Regions from separate parts of the Mus musculus genome. Here region 2 is linked to region 1. A link is a contact called in public ChIA-PET data. All regions are on one chromosome and are shown on one strand. Each heading gives the region's core, a stretch centred on a gene start, on an enhancer-like site or on the middle of the called end of the contact. The rest is flanking DNA. Distances are from core to core; before and after follow the strand shown.

Region 1 (2,700 bases), core at 22-2,521:
AAGTGCCCAGAACTGGTCTCCTCTGGGTTAGCATGCAGGGCTCCCTGCTGCCAGATAGGCTTGAGTGATAACTCCCTGCAAGTCCTACCTTTTTTCTGAGGCTTCTCATTCATGATTAGCTTGTAGTGGAGATCTGAAAGCAAACAAATACTCCTTATCACACTTAAAATCTACAGCCACTGGGAGCACAAATGTGGCCTGCTCTTTGGGTCCCACCAGCTTTTTCCACCAACCCTTTACCTCAGGCATCTCAGACCAGAAATGCCTCTAGCTGATCCCTGTCATCCCCAACACCTGCAAGGTGCCCATCCACTAGGCCAGGCAGGGGCAGGGCTGCAGGGCTGCTGAAGTGAGACAGGATGGCTGGCTAGCCTTCCAGGAGCCCCTGGCAATGGTAAGGTAAGTGGGGTGTGGCATGGGGCTGGTCAGTCAGACATGGGGTGAGTCTCAAGCAGAGCCCTAATGTAATAAGATGCCCAGGTAAAGACAACACCAGAAAGAGGGAGAAACCCGAGGCACAGGGCATGGAGTGGGGGGAAGCAGAGGAACCCTAGCTGAGCTGTAGACAGTGAAAAGCAGTTATGTCACAGGGTGGCCTGAAGTTCTGAGTAGGCCAAGCCTTGGGGGTGGGGGTCGGGGGTGGGGTGGAGCAGCATCCTGGCAATCCCTGCCCAAAATCTGGATGTGCTTAGTTGGTGACCCATTTACTGGAATTTGCTGTGTGCTGTTTAACTTCGGCAACAGTTTTAAATAATGAGCCGGACTACACCCTGCCCTGCACAGAGTGCACAGGAGGGTCAGCGTTCATTTGGGCTGGTGGGCACAGGAGGACTGAGCCTATCGGCAGGCCCTACCGAAGAGAAGCCTCCCGCATCCTTCCCCGCACCCGGAGACTGTTAAGAGTTGATGGCCGTGACCTTCAGGTTGTAAATGCTGGGCCAGCACCCAGAGGCTCACCCTTATTCTCCCGCTTCAGGTGCTCGATCTCCTCGTGGAGTTTGACTAGCGTCTCCGAGTGCTGCTGCTGTAGGAACTGCAGGCTCTTTTCCAGGTCCAGGATCCGCTTCTGTGCTTCGCTGAACCCGAGCGGAGGCGGCTGCGTCCCCGCGTGCTGCAGGCCGGCGGGAGGGCGCGGGCGTAGGCGGGCCGCGCCCCGGGAGCCTGGGGCCGCGGAGCTGAGGGGCCGAGCCCCGGCCGCCAGCCCGGCCCCGCTCATGAAGGCGTCGCCGCCGCTCAGTACTGGCTGCTGGAGCCTGGCACTCGGTCGCCTTGGGAACCGGCGCGCCGGAGAGGGCGGGGCGCGCCGCGGGGCGGGGCCTGCGGCCGCGTTCCGCAAAAACCAAGGCGCCAGACTCTTGAACTGGTCCGGAACAGTAGTTCTTATGAGTGCTGTGTGCGGTGCGTGTGCCTGTGGAGACCAGCACTCGACGTCCGGTCTCATTCCCCACCTCATAGATTTTGAGAAGAGGTCTGTCTCGTCTTGTGACTAGCTGGGCTGGCCCGTGAACCCCAGGATCTTCCCATTTCCCCGGCTTCCAGCGCTTAAGATCCCGGGTGTGCGCCTTCCCTCCCCACTTCTCATGTGGGTGCTAGGGACCCGAATTTAGACCCGAATTTCTCCTGCTTGGGCAGAAACCACTATACCTTCTGAGCCATCACCCTAGCCCCGCTTGTACTTTTGAACCAGGGTCTCACTCTGTAGTGCAAACTAGCTTGGAATTCATTGTGTAAAACCGGGATTATAGATGTATGCCAAAGCACTGGCTTTTTTGTTTTTGTTTTTCGAGACAGGGTTTCTCTGTATAGCCCTGGCTGTCCTGGAACTCACTTTGTAGACCAGGTTGGCCTCGAACTCAGAAATCCGCCTGCCTCTGCCTCCCCAGTGCTGGGATTAAAGGCGTGCGCCACCACCGCCCGTCGCACTGGCTTTTAAAGTGGGTCTTAGTCTTTCATTTTAATAGCTCACATTTTTGGATACATAGTAATAGTTTCACAAATCTTCCAACACTCACTGAATCTTTGTGTATAAATAGAGCTGTCTGAACCAACACAAGAGAACCGGCCAGCCCACTTCTTTAATTCCAGCAAATGGGAGACAGAGGCAGGTGGATCTTCCAGAGTTCCGAAGTCTGCCATAGTGAGTTCCCGGAACAGTCAGAGCTACACAGTGAGAACCTGTCTTCAAGAAAACAAAAGTCCAGTGCTTGCCTTTACCTAGAGAACCCAGCCAGCAGGATCAAAAACAAGAAAGTCCTGGCTTTCTAGACTTTAGTTTTTTTTTTTTTTTCATTTATGCGTACCCGTATGAGTATATTCTGTGGGTGTGCATGTGTGAGCATTGAGCCCCGGAGCTGGAATTACAGGCAGCCTTGGGTGTCTGCTGGAAACCAAACTCAGGTTTTCTGGAAGAGCAGGAAGCTCTCTTTCTTAACTGCTGGCTCATCTCTTATCCACGTGAAAACTAGGCCACTTACTTTTTATGACATGGTAGATTTGTTTGTTTGAGACATAGTTTAGCTACATAGGCCAGGCTGACTTCAAACTCAGAGATCTGCCTCTGCCTCCTTTCTGAATCCTAAGATTAATGCCTGGTTTGGAAACTTAATTTCTAAGAGAAGGCTATGCAAAAGTCACCTCCCAATGGGTCAGTGTTTGACACTTGTCTACCATGTCCATGTCCCAGAGGTCCATCCTTTGCAC
Region 2 (2,700 bases), core at 129-2,628, 48 kb before region 1:
TTTGTAGGCATTAGCAGTCACACTCCATTTCCTGGCCACCAGCAGATACTCACCTACTTTATTGCAGTGGGCTTTCCCACCTGAAGTTGCTTTATCAGCATAGTCAGCATGACTTGGGTTTTTTGTAACTTACTTTTTTCACATAGCACAATCTTATCAGGGTTCATACATTGACCATGTTGTAGTGCATACCTGATTCTTTTTTCTTCTTTTCAAGCCAAGATTTCATGGTGTAGACTAGACTAGACTGGCCTCAACAGAGATCACCTACTTCTATATTAAAAAGGCATGTGCCGCTGTGACCATCCCTGATCTCTCTCTTTGTTGAGTCATATTTCATCTTGGATGGCTGTATCATTTTCTGTATATTGATGAATCAGACTTCATTTGAGTGGTTTTCATTTTAGAGCTATCATGAAAAATGACTTATTTTAAATACTCATGTACTAGGGGGTGTTGTTGTTTTTGTCTTGAGACAGGATTTCTCTGTGTAGCCCAGGTTGTTCTGGAACTCATTCTGTAGACCAGGCTGTCCTCAAATTCGGAGATCTGCCTGCCTCTGCCTCCTGAGTGCTGGGATTAAAGGAATGTGCTACCACCACCCAGCTTCATCTACTAGTTTTTTTTTTTTCCATTTTTTATTAGGTATTTAGCTCATTTACATTTCCAATGCTATACCAAAAGTCCCCCATACCCACCCACCCCCACTCCCCTACCCACCCACTCCCCCTTTTTGGCCCTGGCGTTCCCCTGTACTGGGGCATACAAAGTTTGCGTGTCCAATGGGCCTCTCTTTCCAGTGATGGCCGATTAGGCCATCTTTTGATACATATGCAGCTAGAGTCAAGAGCTCCGGGGTACTGGTTAGTTCATAATGTTGTTCCACCTATAGGGTTGTCTACTAGTTTTTTGTTTGTTTGTTTGTTTGTCTGTTGATTTGAAGACTTCTTTCATTTCTCTTAGGAAAACAAAAACTCTGTACATACTTGGGGCTCACGTTTCTAAACTGTTTTCTCGAGTAGCTGTGTTGTGCCAGTTCACAAGCCCCAAAAGACCACAAAGGAGCTGATACTGATGCAGTCTAACTAGGGTCTCTTTTATTCAAGCTTGGCTCACTCACCACCAACCCTGACACAGCAGGATGGTCGAGTGCAGCCCCGAGCCCTCAGTGGGACAAGGTTTTATAGGAAATGGTGAGCTAAGAGGGGATTTTAGCCCGGCAAGCATCTAGTTGAATGACTGCTGTAAGACTACTGTAATGACTACTGTGGGTGCTCTGAAGCAAAACCACAAACAATCACAAAAGGTCTGAAAGGACATCTCAGACAATCAGAGTAATCTTGATTGGCTGTTGCTAGGAAGTAGCTAGGGGGTAACTCTGGGGTATGGGGCAAGGACAAGCCATGGGGTTCTTCCTGGTACTTGGGTGCAGCTTGGGTTCAGCTGCAGGTCAAGTTCTCAGGCTCTTCTTTTTTTTTTTTTAAAGATAGAGGCCAGTCCCAAGATTGAGTAGGTTTGTCCTCTAAGCTGTGTGTCATCTACCAGCCACATAAGGCTCTGTTGCCCCCAACAATCACCAATGTCTTTGCTATGTCCGTGTGTGAGAAGTGGTCACCAGTGCTTCTGATTGCTGTTTGTCTTCGTAGTGATGATGTCACACGTCTCTGTAGTGCTTTTGAGCCATCTGTAAACATTCTGTGGAAAAATGTCCATGTTTATCTTTTGGTCTTCTTTTAATTGACTTGTTGATCTTTTTAGTAGTTTTTTTTTTAAAGATTTATTTAGTTATTTATTTTATGTATATGGGTACACTGTAACTGAACAGATGGTTGTGAGCCTTCATGTGGTTGTTGGGGATTGAATTTTTAGGACCTCTGCTTGCTCTGGTTGGACCCACTTGCTCCAGACACACCAGAAGAGGGTGTCAGATCTCATTATGGGTGGTTGTGAACCACCATGTGGTTGCTGGGATTTGAACTCAGGATCTTCAGAAGAGCAGTCAGTGCTCTTACCCACTGAGCCATCTTGCCAGCCCTAGTAGTTTTTTATATATTTGGATACCTAGATCATTTAATTTGCAAATATCTCAGAGATGGAATATTTTATTGTTGAGGTCTATGGTGGTGGTGGGGGAGGGGGAGGGGGAGGGAGGGAGGTTACTGCTCTTGCCAGGTACTTGGGCAAAGTACTTTATCACTGAGGTATATCCACAGCCCTATTATGACCTTTCTTTTATTTTTGAAATATGGTTTCTCATATACCCCTCATTGTCTTGGAACTTGCTAGAGCAAGCTGACCTCAAACTTCCAGAAATTTGTTTGCTTGTCTCCTGAGTGCTGGGATTAAAGTCATACACTACAGTGAAAGGAATTTTGGTAAAGACGTAATTGAAGTCGGGTGTAATGGTGCACACCTTTAATCTTAGCACTTGGAGGCAGAGGCAGCTGGGTTTCTGTGAGTTTGGGGCCCATTTGGACTACATAGTGAGTTCTAAGACAGCTGGAGCTACATACATAATGAGACGCTGTATGTGCTGGGGCTGCGAGGTGGGGGTGGGGACAGATAGACAGGACCAGATGACAACAACAAAAACCTGACTTGAATCATTTATTTCCAAAATGTAAATTTTGTTGGTTCAGCTTGCTTATACCAGTCTAAAACTTAATGGCTTAAAGGTATAACCCTTTGGTTCTCCTAAGT

The links. ChIA-PET counts read pairs in DNA pulled down with a chosen protein or histone mark.
Region 2: an RNA polymerase II ChIA-PET map of memory CD8 T cells shows a contact between it and region 1, with 148 read pairs. The contact joins the enhancer-like site here to the promoter of Ccdc74a in region 1. A contact is called at or near these places in 1 of 39 promoter capture datasets (cranial neural crest), 7 of 484 Hi-C or Micro-C datasets (conventional type 1 dendritic cells, cortical neurons, embryonic fibroblasts and 4 more), 6 of 115 datasets of contacts at active chromatin or transcription factors (astrocytes, bone marrow-derived dendritic cells, embryonic stem cells and 1 more) and 4 of 9 other capture datasets (adipose tissue, embryonic stem cells, liver and 1 more).

The regions. Positions count from the first base shown.
Region 1 is chr16:17,645,041-17,647,740 of GRCm38.p6, reverse strand. Ccdc74a (coiled-coil domain containing 74A) reads right to left here and starts at 1,271. Exons shown (of 8, transcript NM_001166164.1): 1 at 958-1,271; 2 at 89-133. The coding sequence starts at 1,216.
Region 2 is chr16:17,693,604-17,696,303 of GRCm38.p6, reverse strand. All of the region lies in intron 2 of Med15 (mediator complex subunit 15), which reads left to right. Among named protein-coding and RNA genes, the nearest start is that of Med15, 28 kb to the left of the region's middle. Within about 2 kb of position 1,378, at least 14 of the 459 cell types and tissues checked have an H3K27ac peak or open chromatin away from gene starts, as enhancers often do. A contact at or near this core is called in memory CD8 T cells, where this site is marked.